2 separate regions of the Mus musculus genome follow, and region 2 is linked to region 1. The links are chromatin contacts, called in public HiChIP or PLAC-seq maps. All regions are on one chromosome and are shown on one strand. The core of a region is the stretch at or near the end of the contact, and the rest is flanking DNA. Distances in the headings are between cores, read along the strand shown. Region 1 holds the start of Pimreg (PICALM interacting mitotic regulator). Region 2 overlaps Pitpnm3 (PITPNM family member 3).

Region 1 (6,355 bases), core at 2,779-5,278:
ACAACTCTGTACCAACCTACCCTGTGGTTTTCTTACTCCATTCATTTCTTTACACTCCTGCAAGTGTGCGTGCAAACTTACATGTGGGAAAAGGAGAAGGAGGAGGAAGAGACTGAGAAAGACGCAGGGTCATTACCTGTAGGATGCTTGCTGTCCTCATTCACGGATAAGGGAGACGGTCATGTCACCACTAAGGACAGAGAAGGGGGAAGGATTGCTGACCCAGGATGCTTTATGTCCTAAGGCACATTCTATGTTCTGAAAGCACAGACTAGACAAGATGGGAACCTGTAGGAATGGTGGGAACATGGCCACTGGGGACATACGGCCCAAAAACTCTTTGTGGGAAAACAGTTTCTAAGTTTGGACAGATTCAGAGTCATAGCTCTGACCCCAGATTGGAGTCCTGAACAGACAGACCAGGGACTCCAGAGCAACCATGTTGCTTTTGCCAAGTTATGGGTAGACAGGGTATAGAGGAGCCATGAAAGGTGTTGGAGGAAGGGGAGGTCTCTCAGGAAGCAGGTACCCAGCCACATGTGAGGTTCAAGGTGACTGGAGAAGGTGGGAATCTATAACCTGGATGATTCCTAGTGCATCCTTTACCATCATCCCAGGAGGCAGATGCACAGATGGACAAGGACTTGGTCTTGGTCATGTGGCAGGTTGGTATTAGAACCAGCACCTTCTCTAGAAATACAGTATGGCTCAAGGAGCCCATGGCCATTTTACCCTGACCCCAAGATGCAGCTCACCTCTCTTCAGCCTTGATGGCTCTGTCCAGCCTTTGAGACAGCTTCTGAAGATGCTGGATTCCGGCTCCCACAGGCTCTAGGTCACTGTCAGACTCACTGAACACAAGGAGATGTCTCAGCAGGGATTAGAAAGAGCCCTGAGCAGGGCCCAGGTGACCCTGGGGGACTGGGAAAGCCCCACTAGAGCCTCCCTTTGGGGTGTGACATGCAAGCCTGAGAGGCCAAGCAATGGGCAGTTATTTTATAGCTCGGTGAGGGCTGCTGCTGGTCTTGCACCTGGGCCTCGGTCTTCCAGATGTCTCCCATCTAGGAGGGAGTGATACTCATCTCCTATTCCTTTTACAGCTAAGCAAACTGAGGCTCAGAGATTTTTTTTCCCCCTCAGGTCCTCACCAGCTTTGGGGCAGACCTGGGCCAGAACTAGGATGTGACAGATCAGGGCATTCTCGTCCCAGGTGACTGAGGAGACTCGTGGGACAGAAGGGGAGGTCCTCCTGGGCTCAGACGACTACTTGCCTGGGAGAGCAGAGAGGTTCTGTGGAGGAACAGGGGCTCCGGAGGGCAGACTCCCTCCTTAGCCGCTGACGGCGATGGGCATGCGGACCCATCTGGCCAGAGAGGCGAAGATGTCCCCCGACTCTAGCATCCCGGTTGGCCCTGCATAGCCGAGTGTTCTTCTGGCTCAGACTGGGTGGTGGTGACCCTCTGTCTTTCTGGGCTCCTCGCTTCCTTCTCACTTTCACCTGTGTCTCCATCAGCCACTTGGTGCCACTCTGACAGGACTCCTGGATCCTCTGTGATGGGTTCATGTGAGAAGGTTGGCACAGATAGGACCAAGGTGGGCTACCAGGCTCTAGCCATTCTTCCAGCCCAGGGCTGGCCCCACAAACACAGTCTGCTGTTACTAAGCAGCAGCAACAGTAAGCCAAGAGCAACAGCATGACTCCCCATGAGATGGTACTCTCCTCCAAGACCTTCCTGAGATCCAGTGTGGTAACTCAGCAGGTAGCAGCAAGACCACTCTACATCTGAGCCCCCAGGCAGAGACTAACTCAGAGAGTGAGGGAGGCTCAGTTTTCTGGATGCCAGCTCTGGATCCTACCTTAGTCCTATTCTTTCTCTTCCCTCCTCCATCTCAGTCTAACATACTTCAATGACAGGTCTGCTCATAACACTTAATTGCTCTGAGCCCTTCCATGGCTCCCAATAATCTACAGGGCTGAGTCCCAACCCTTGGATCTTCAACATGTGGCTGGGTCAAACAGCCTTGCTAGATTGTCTTTGCCTTGGCAAACCAGAACCCAGAAGTTGGAGCAAGGCCCGAGATAAGTTTTCATGAGTTGGGTGACCTTAGACAAACTGTCACATTTCATTGTTCTGAGCTATAGCGATGTTGAAAGCAATCTTAGGGCTCTTCCAAGTCAGAGCTAGACTTTGGCAAGGAGACCTCTCTGTGGAGTCGTCAGAGGCCTCTGCTCTCTCCCTACACCATCAGAATGCCAGCAAGATGCCAGGGGCCATTCCCCCTTCTCTTCTTAGAGGTCTGCTCATTCTCATAGCTTCTGTCCTGTCCAGGGGACACCTGCCCACATCTCCAGCTCCAGGTTTAAAGACCTAGGTGGGGTCAACATGATATCGTAACAGGTACATCTTCTTGCCACCAAACCAGGCAACTCGTGTGATCTCCAGAACCCACACGGTGGAGGGAGACCTTATTCCTTCTCTGACCTCCAGACAAGTACCACTGCATAAGCGCTCCTCCCATAGATAAATATTAAAACATTAAAAGAAGATATCTGCTCGAAGGCTCTTGGACACACCACACACAAACACCACCCCTCAAATCTGCCTTCTGAACCGCTCAGGAAGTTGCACCCTTTCTGCAAGCCCCGCTCCTCTGCCTTTTTCTACCAAATAGTTGACAGCTAAGGTGTAAGAGTGTGACTGGGAGACTTTAAATGGGGGTCAGCACACAGGATCACCTCTCTCACTATACTGACTGCTTAGCTTCACACTGGGGACTCTTCTCTTCAGCATCCACGCTGGACTCACTCACAGCATCCCACTGGCCCTGTGCCTACATACACCTCCCCTTTCCTGAGTGATCTTGGAAGAGTCACCTATTCTAGGAAGTCTTTATCCACTAAGCTTGAGACTGGTATCTCTTTATAGATAGCCATTTCCTGCAATTTTCTATCACAGGACATGGCAGGTCACCTTGCATGGGGAACACCAATTTCTTCCATGACTTTATTCACCTACTGATTTGTTGGGAAACTATTATGTGCCAGAATGACCGGGGTTCTGGGAAAATGGCAAGAACCTAATCAAACCCCAAGACCCCATGGAGTCTATATTCCTGGGGTCTCCCTGAGGATAGGGACAGTCAACACCAAGGACGCTTCTGTAAACAGACGGCTGGTGGTGTCATTGTTACCTGGGACATGGCACCCAAGGCGCTTTTGGCTGAGCGAGCTGCAGCCTGAAGACCTTGCTGCTCTGGCTCTGGACTTTCCAGGCGTTTCCAGGAGGGGCCGTTACCGAGGTTCAGGCTGACCGCTCTCAGAGGCAGCCTCCTTTGGAATTGTCTGCACAGGGAGCCCAAGGGACCGGTCTCCGGATGACCCCCAGCAGACCGGGTCACCTCCTTCTTCTCTAGCTGTTCCTCCTTTAGGAGTGATCGTCTGCGCACAGAGGTCCTCATGCCCTGCCACTGAGACGCCATGTGCTTGGTCCAGTTTCCGCTGCCCGCTAGATCCTGGGGAGGTCAAAAGGTCATCAAAGTACTCCCTGACCCCATTCCAAGGCTCCAGGGACCTTGGGAACTGGGAAAGAGATGAAGTGGAACCTCGCGGGGTAGGCCTGTTGGGCAATTGTGGATGCCAGAAAGATGACCAATGGCATCATGGTCAGCAGCTGCCTCCGTTGCAAGGCGGCAATTTGTCCGTCTTTCCATCCTAGCCTATTCCCCATAGGCTAAGTGGAGTGGCACACAGGTCACGGAGCCTCGGCGCTTACGCAGGGCACCAGCAGTATGCTGTTTTCACAAATTTTCCTCTCCGGAGCAGATTTAGCAATCCAGCCAAGGCCTCGGATCCGATGGGGCGTTTGCAACTCCTAGACATTCCCTTTGTCTTGTGGGTCCTATCCAGAGCTCCTGACCCGTTCCCCATTCAGAGCTCCCCGTGAGACCGTCCCCCACCCCCCTCCTTAAGCCCCTCGGTAACCCCGCATGCTCACCTCCCTGCTCGATACCCGGACCCGAAGATCAACACCCTCTCCTAGCCCACCGCAGCCGATTTGAAACTCCGCGCGGCCCCGCCCCGCCCCGGCGCTTGCAGCCCATTGGCCCTATCAGCCATCCACCACCGCCGCCCCGGATTTCGATTGGTCTTTTTCTCTCGTGACTGTAAATCCTGCTTTGGGATTGGCCTGGCCACGCCCATACATCGTTCGTAGACCCCCCACCTGGCTCGCCGCAGAGGGGTCCAGGTCGCCACCGGATCACTGTTACCGACCAGCCCGCCTCCCTACATCCCGGCTGCTTGGTCCCAGGCGACCGCGCCTAGTCCATCGTTCTCCCAAGCTCTCTTCTTCAAGCATGCAGGTCAGGGTGCAGGATGCTGCGGGGGTTCAGGTCACCGCCACCCAGGGCACGCGCCCCTTTCAGTCCTTCACCCCGCCTAACTTCTCTCCCACGATAAGTAGTTTTGTCAAAGCGATAGGCTGGGACTGCCGAGCTTTGCGATCCCTGGGAAGTTTTGTTTCAAATTCCCCGCGTAATTCTCTTCCTTCCTGCGAGATGGCCCTGCCCCTGTCTGTTCCTCAAACAAACACCCTGCTGGCGGCGCCCAAGAAAGCACATCTCAGAGGAGGGGACAGACTGTAGATCACCCTCTCCACAGTTAGGTCAGTTCCTCTGCCGGGTCTTGCTCTACGCATCTTTCAATCTTTCTTTCCTGTAGTCTGCCAGCAAGCTAAAAAAACAAAACAAGAAACAAAGACGACGACGACAAACAACAGCAACCCAGGCTGGGTCACTTTCTCCCATGCTTTCATTTTTATGGTTTTGACTTTTTTTAAAAAAAATATTTTTATTTTTAATTATATGTCTCTGTGCATGTAAATGCCTGTGGGGTGGCGTGGTGGCGACACAGAAGAGGAAGTCAGACCCTCTGGAGCTGGAGTTAGAGGTGGTTGGTTCTAACTGGCCACACTCAGCCTCCCCAAGATTGAAATCAAGGGGCCTGGCGTGCCACCACAATGGGGCCTTCTTATCGGTCCTCAAAAAAGAATTTCTCTTCTCCCTCCTCTCTCCTTTCCTCAGCCTGGAGTGAGACTCCTAGAGACTCTTCAGGCCTCTTCCTGGTGTCAGGATTGTCTGACCCTCTCCTGACCTCAGTGTTTACCTCCCAACCCCCTATAATAATAATGGTTGATTTGTGTGTAGCACTTGCAAACACTCCCTTTCTATCAGCAAGCCCAGTTTATCCCCAGTGCTCTGCAGCTCTGTGAGGTAGCTGGGGTGTGGAGAGACTGGCCGTACACTTCACTCACTAACTGTAGCAGGGTGAAGGACCCAAAGGCCATGCATGCAGGGACGTTGTCTGTGTGACCAGGGTTGACCCCCTCACTGTTGCTCCTCAGACCCCACCCTTTTCCAGCTGGGGTCTCTCCCTTGACTCCTGAAGCCAGCACTCTTCTGGGTCCTGTCACCTCCTGCTGGCTGCATAAAGCCAACAGAGCCAAGACACTGGTTCCCTGCTCCCCCAAAGTCTCTCTAATCTCACCAAGGGGAACTTGTGACTTATTAAACTCTGTGCTTTCTTCCTTCTTACACCCATGGGTCTCAAGTTCAGCATGTGTAGAGAGACAAGTATTTCCAGACCAAATCTCCAATAATCAATCAGAGAACTGTACCGTTATCTAAACGTGAGACCTTGACAATGAGCTGGCTAGGCAGAGGATATGTTTGTAGGCATTTATCTTTGTGACTGTGTGTTTGTGTTTTGTTTTTTGCACAGGACATATCATGTTTAAGACCACTCTTTGAAAGAAACCACACACACATACACACACACACACACACACACACACACACACACACACACACACACAAACACTCCCCTCTCTCTCTCTCTGTCTCTCTCTCTGTCTCTCTCTCTCTGTCTCTGTCTCTCTCTCTGTCTGTCTCTCTCTGTCTCTGTCTGTCTCTCTCTGTCTCTGTCTTTCTCTCTCTGTCTGTCTCTCTCTGTCTCTCTGTCTCTCTCTGTCTCTCTCTCACACACACACACAACCCCAAACAAATCTCCCTGAACTACTGTGACTGTTTGATGTGCTCAGAGAAACTCTATTGCTGTCACCTTGGGTGACAGTGGATATAGGCTGAGGTTCGAGAGCCTATGAGCTCTCTTTTGCTTGATGATTTTGTCCCCCAGCCCCTCTCTCCTCCATGGGATTGTTTACCAGGAATCAGAAATGCGTGCTTCTCAACCTGCTTGTGTTAGGCCACTTGTGTTTGTGATCACAATCAGGAGATACTTGCAGTGAATCAGAGGGAGGAGGAGAGTGCTTTCTATGAAGACGGAATTCAAAGTGTG
Region 2 (6,100 bases), core at 3,079-5,578, 41 kb before region 1:
GTGTGCATGCAAGCCCCTGTCCTTTCTAGAGAATGATCTCCGGTAGCTCGAGCTTCTCACGGGACAGTGGAGAGGCTTGAGATCCCACCCATCCCAGCATCCCAGTGGAAGGGCAGAAGCAACCTCCTTAGCAAACAGTAGGAAGGACGCAGGTCCCTGGGGACTCTCCCCTCACTTCCCCCTCCATGGCTGCAGAGACTGGATGTCATGCTACGTGTAGAGAGTGGTCCTGTCCTTGCCATGGGCTTCTTGCATTGTCTATAGGGTGGGGAGTCCACTGTCTCTATTCACACCCCACGCAAGTGCCCCCAAAGGCCTCCCCTGTCCCTCTGGCTCAGTAGCTGTTTGGTGTGGTGGAAATTGCCTAGGCTTTGCTCTCTGATACCCATTAAATCTCGAGTGTGGAAGGGCTGACACCATGATTTCAGGGTCACAAGGTAAAAACAAAGATGGACAGGAGCTGATGACTTCTGAGGAAGGCAGCCATTCTGCCAGCTCTGCTCCGATAACCTCAGAGGTTACCCGTGCCTGGCCAATTTGGATCCAAGTTCTCTCCTTTCCTGCAGCTTCTCCTTCTCAGGTGCCCCAGGTACCTGGAGAAGTGCTCTGTCTGTCCTGTTGCACAGCTACTTTCTGAAGGAAGTCTCATGACCAGCCATCAACCCCTAACCCCACAACCCCACCCTCAATCCCTTTGGGTCCAGACTGTTCATAGGAAAGGGACACGTAAGAATATCTGGAGCTTCCTCTGCATGGAAAGAGTGTCCCTCTTACCTTTACCTACTGTGTCCCTCAGGCTCGGGTGGAGCCCACATGGCTTACAACAGGAACTTGACACATGCTGGCCTCCCTAAGGGACAGTACGGTGGAATAGCCATGCTTTCAGATCAGAGTGCAGTGCTTCCTCTAACCTCCTCTAGTTCATGGACCAGAATCTGGCAGTAACTAATGCTAAGCTCCAGTTTTCTTACCCCAGACCGACCCTGCGTCTCCACTGATACCCTAGCTTTGGGCAGAGCCTGACATATCCAGGGCCCGAGTCCAGGCTCCAGGCCCTGGCTCTAGTCTGAACTTGGATCCTCAGTTCAGGTGTTGAGGGCAGCGGACATCACCCTCCCCACTGGACAAGGTTGATGCCGTACCCCATTGCCTAGGCCTCCTTCCCAATAAGCCCTCAGTTCATAGTCCATTTGGGATGACTCCCCCTCCCGGCACGGTGTTCAAAGCCCCTTTCCCACAGCTGGCCTTCCCCTCCTCCGCCTGGTAACTGGTATCTTTTCCTGGCCTGTGTGGGCAGCTTGCTGAGCACAGCTGCAGACAGGCTATATTTAGCCGGCTTTAATGAGCTCAGGGTGGCAGACGTCCGCCTTGGGAGCACTTTTTCTTGCGTGTGTGCGTATGTTTGGGCCTGGCATGCTTCCTTTCTTTGTGCTCCTGTGTGCATTCGCTCCCCCTACCTCCATGGTTGTGTGCACTAGTGTGCACTGGCTAGCATGTGCCATGAGAGCAGATGCAGTTCTCCCTGCACAGCGTCTCTGCTGTGTAGTGGCTGGGTGCAGTTCTGATGCTTGTGGTGCAGAATGGGAGCAAATCATTAGTCTGTTGGCTTGTTTGTTGAAGAATATTTAATGAATACCTTTATTATCCAGGGCTGTGGTAGTCTCTGGGGATAAAACAGAGCAGAGCCAAATGAACACAGTCTATCTCCTAAGGGTTTTACAGTCTGGGAGCTGGAGGAGAGAGTCCTCAAATAACTAAAAAATTACAATTGTGGGTTGAAGAGATGGCTCAGCAGATAATGGTGCTTGCTGCCAAGGCTGACAACCTAAATTTTATCCCTGGAACGTACACTGTAGGAGAGAATCAGTTCCCACAAGTTGTCTTCTGTTCTCCATATGTGTGCCATGGGGCATGAGTGCTGATATTTGTCTGCTTGGACATGTGTGTGTGTGCATGCACTCATGTGAGCACACACACACACATACACACACACACACACAAATTGAAAGCATTTTTGGGCTACAGAGTTGGCTTAGCAGTTAAGAGGACTGGCTTTTCTTCCAGAGGACCCAGGTTCAATTTTCAGAACCCATATGGCAGCTAACAACCATCTCTAACTCTAGTTCCAAGGCATCCAGAACCCTCTTCTGGCCTCCACAGGCACCAGGCATGCAGTAGCACACTGACACACATGCAGGCTGAATACTTACACACATAAAACAAAATTTTTTTAAAAATTAAAAACAATTGTAAGGATTTGTCCCAGGAAAGAGAGCTATGCTGCTTTGTGTGTGTGTGTGTGTGTGAGTGTGAGTGTGTGTGTGTATGTGTGTGTGTCTGTGTGTGTTTGTGTGTATGTGTAAGGATGAGTGGATGGGACATTCCCACCTCAAGGAGGAAGGAACATGGATGTTTCTGTAAGAAATTTGTGTTACATGTGCAGTATAAAAATGTCCAGACCTAGGAAGCAGAGATGCAAGGGCTCCATGGTGAGAGGGGAAGGGGGAATGTTTGCCAACAGAAAGGCAGAAATGGCTGAGTTTGGAAGGAAAGAGGAAACAAGGGTAGAGGTAGGTAGAGTGGAGACTGTGGACAGACTGTGGTTGTCAAAGAAGTGCAAAGTCAAAGGTTGCCCTGGAGGATATGGTGAGCTCACAGCTATAGAATGTAGCCTGGGACTCAGTCAGAGGTCCAGCAGAGGGAAGGCTCCTAAACTACATGGCAGGAGGAGAGCCTTGCAAAGGGACCTGATGCCCAGCTGACCAAAATGGCATCCATAGCTGGAGCTTCATAGCTTCATAGAGTGCATGGCACAGGGGGATCCCTCCTCTTCCCAGTTCTCCTATAGTGTCTCCCATGGCTTAACTTTTACCATGGAGCCTCCGCCTTTCCAGAGACAGGGCCAAGGCTATGTAGTCGGTGGGAGGGGCCAATGGAGACCACTCAGCGCAGACCCCTGACTTGATGCAAGGAACCACACTCTGTTTTCCTGAAAATCAGTGTGACTTTGACCTTGGGTTTCCACTTGGCTGAGCAGATGAAGGACCCCTCTCTGTGAGTGCACAGCCGTCTCCTTCCCTAAGTTTTCTGTCAATGTCCCTGAGGCTCTACATATTACCCCACACAGGTTGGTGTGTGGAACCCTGTGCTGCACACATATAGGCAGGATCCTGTGCTCACACTGGATTGTAGAGTGACCTTTAACCCAATTCCTCGTCTCCCACTTGTCTCCCCCTATAGCTCCCAGTGGATTCCTGGGTCTCAAGGGTAGCTAGGTCTTGTGAGTTCCCCTCCTTCATGGGATTGTGAAGGGTTCAGCCTCTGTCCTCCCCTCAACTGGAGTGGTGAGGTGGGAGCCTTTCATTTTTTTTTTCAACTTGAAAGCATCTCTTGTGTCTTCAAATCCTCTTTTCCTGGTAACAAAGGAAAAACAAGAGCCAGGGAGCTTTGCCACAAACCTAGAGGCAAGGAGTTGGAGCAGGCAGAAAATATAAAGTCAGATCTCAGAAAAGACAAAAAAAAATCACCTTGTTACACGCACTTTGAAAATAGTCTTAGTTTTGATCTGGTTTTTTTGAGTAGGCCGTGCATGAACAAGGTAAAAGTCTCAAAAGGCATGAACGATGACGCACGTACCTCCCTCTTCCCGCTCCATGCCCGGCTCAGCTCACCCAGCTCTTCTTCCCAGACGTGGAGAGGATGACGAGCGTCTCATGTCCCACTCCAGACTCTGCAAACATGAACATATCCATAAATATTCACTTCCATATATATTTTTATATATACCCCACACAGATGGGAGCGCGCCGTGTGCGTTTTCCCCCTTGCCTTCTGTGGATAATATACCACGATTCTCTTCCTGTCTCTGAACATCTACAACACTCAGGTTCATTGATCTTGGCCTTGAGTGTGTGCAAGATCTCTGTGATGCACTTTATTTAGCCTGTCCCCTGTAAGTTGCCTCTCACCATTCAGTATTGTAAACAGCATAGCTGTGGTTGATGGGGTACATGCAGCATGTCCGTCACATGGACTTGGCCTGGCTGGGTCATGGGTGCTTGGTATTTTTAATGGCACTACCAGATGGCCCTCCAGAGAGCTTGTATTGATTTTTACTCTCACAACAAGGAATAAAGAAAACCTGTTTTCCCACAGGGTGTTGATAGTGGCTTAACCGAGAAACACAAGCAAGGGATTATGGGTGATCTCATGGGTAGACTTTAGCGCCTCTTTGTGTGTGAGAGTCATTTCCTGTCCCTAGGCTGGGAGCCACTGAGATTGGAAAGGATGACTGAGGGGGGTTTGGGCTGGATGAGGTGGCTGCATTCCATTGTGAGAGTGTGAACTTCTGGGTAGGCAAGCCCAAGATGACTAAACTGGGACTAGTCAGACCCTATTGTCCCAGCAAGCTCCTGTACCCAATGACAGGGTCTGCCTGCCTTCCCTCACAGCCTGTTTCTTTGTGAGAGGACAGGACCGTGGAGTTGGAGGCATTTGAAAACTGAAGAGATCATTCCTTTCTAGTCACTTCCTCATTTTAGATGGAACGATTCCAGGCCTGACCTGCGGCCTGGGTTCAAATCCTTGTGTGTATCAGTTACCTTTCCTCATTACCGGTACAAATATCTGTCAGGAACTTACAGGAGAAAATGGCTTTGTTGTTGTTGTTGTTGTTTGACTCAGTTTCAGTTAATGTAGTAGAAGGCCTGGCCAGGAAGGCCTTGACCTTAGAGGTTGATATCGGCCACCTACACTCCAGGTCAATAACCTCCCCAAAACAATACCACCAGCTGGAGACAAACACAAGCCAATGGGGGACAGTCTACATTCAAGCCTTCCATTTCCATCTGGAGAAAGGGTCCCTTAACCCTTCTGAGTCTCGGTTGTCTCTGTGAGGCGTTCAGAAAAAACATGAAGATTGTGCTAGACACAAGGTGATGACTGGGCACTCGAGACACAGATGAAAGGACCTGTGTTCATACGGAGGGCTCAGTGGGGACACCAGGTTGGGGTTGTCATACTCTTCTGGCCATCTTACCAGCCTTGGTTCAAGATGGTGGCTTTCTGGCCCTGACATGGGTTTCCTTAGCTGAGTTATCTCTCTAAGATATTCCCATGCTCATTTAGAGTGACCAACAGTATGTTCTTAAGAGGGTCTTTCTGGGTCCCAGACCCTAGTAAGGGGCAAGGTCAAGCTTTTGTCTGTTTCTCTTTAAAGCCACTGGTTTACTAAAGACCTCTACCATTAGCTAAACAAAGTCAGGTGGGTGCAATTTGATCTTGACTTTGAGAAGGCAAATGTTAATGTTAGACACAGGAGGAATCTCAGTTTCTAGATCCTCCTAACCCTGGGTGAAAATTCCATCCCAGCATCCCTACCAAGTGGATATTGCATAACTTGCTTGCATAACCTGGGTGGAGGAGAGTTGCCTGCCTACAGGCCAGCACAGGCCACTGTGAACAACTGTAAACACCGTAGGCACAAGCCTGAGGTACTCAATCCACCATGACATGCTGTTGTCCTGCCCTGGACTCCCTTGGCTCAAACATGGCTCAGCGTGCATCTGTAACTGGATCTGCATCGTGAATCTGCAGTGTAGATCTGTGCGGTGGATCTTCACTGTGAATCTGTGGTGTGGAACTGTAGTGCATATTTACTGAGTAATCTGTACTGTGGATCTGTGGAGTGTGGCTGTGGTATGGACCTATGGTATGGGTCTGCAGGGTGTATCCATAGAGTAAGGAGATCTGTGATGGGGAATCTGTGGCATGGGTCTGCATGTACATCAGCCACATTAATTTGTGTTGAAAATCTGCTATACAAACCAGCATGGCTTCTATAGCGTGGATCTACAGAATGGATCTTCAGTGTGGATTCTGCACCTTGGGCAGTGTGTATCTGCAGGTCCACTTGGGTCTGCTTTTCTCTGGGCTGGACCCTTCCCTTTCTACAGTTATCAGGCTCTAGGTATGTCCTCAATGTGGCCTGAAGTCCTCATTTGGAACTGTAATTCTGGTTTGGACAGTCTCATTTTGCAGCCCTGCATTATGTGACTAGAGCTGGTTTACATGGCCTACATAAGTTTTAGACAGGTGACTT

What was found. HiChIP or PLAC-seq counts read pairs in DNA pulled down with a chosen protein or histone mark.
Region 2: a CTCF HiChIP or PLAC-seq map of the NIH/3T3 cell line shows a contact between it and region 1, with 12 read pairs. The contact joins the enhancer-like site here to the promoter of Pimreg in region 1. A contact is called at or near these places in 1 of 39 promoter capture datasets (embryonic stem cells), 1 of 15 datasets of contacts at CTCF or cohesin (the NIH/3T3 cell line), 3 of 484 Hi-C or Micro-C datasets (cerebral cortex, forebrain and uterus), 5 of 115 datasets of contacts at active chromatin or transcription factors (double positive thymocytes, embryonic fibroblasts, embryonic stem cells and 1 more) and 3 of 9 other capture datasets (adipose tissue, liver and pancreatic islet).

The regions. Positions count from the first base shown.
Region 1 is chr11:72,040,175-72,046,529 of GRCm38.p6, reverse strand. Pimreg (PICALM interacting mitotic regulator) reads right to left here and starts at 4,028. Exons shown (of 6, transcript NM_144526.3): 1 at 3,996-4,028; 2 at 3,193-3,513; 3 at 1,272-1,549; 4 at 756-851; 5 at 137-190. The coding sequence starts at 3,480. The coding sequence ends at 157. It also overlaps a transcript of Aipl1 not described here.
Region 2 is chr11:72,082,134-72,088,233 of GRCm38.p6, reverse strand. The region is part of intron 4 of Pitpnm3 (PITPNM family member 3); the gene reads left to right. Among named protein-coding and RNA genes, the nearest start is that of Gm46286, 34 kb to the right of the region's middle. Within about 2 kb of position 4,328, at least 27 of the 459 cell types and tissues checked have an H3K27ac peak or open chromatin away from gene starts, as enhancers often do. A contact at or near this core is called in the NIH/3T3 cell line and embryonic fibroblasts, where this site is marked.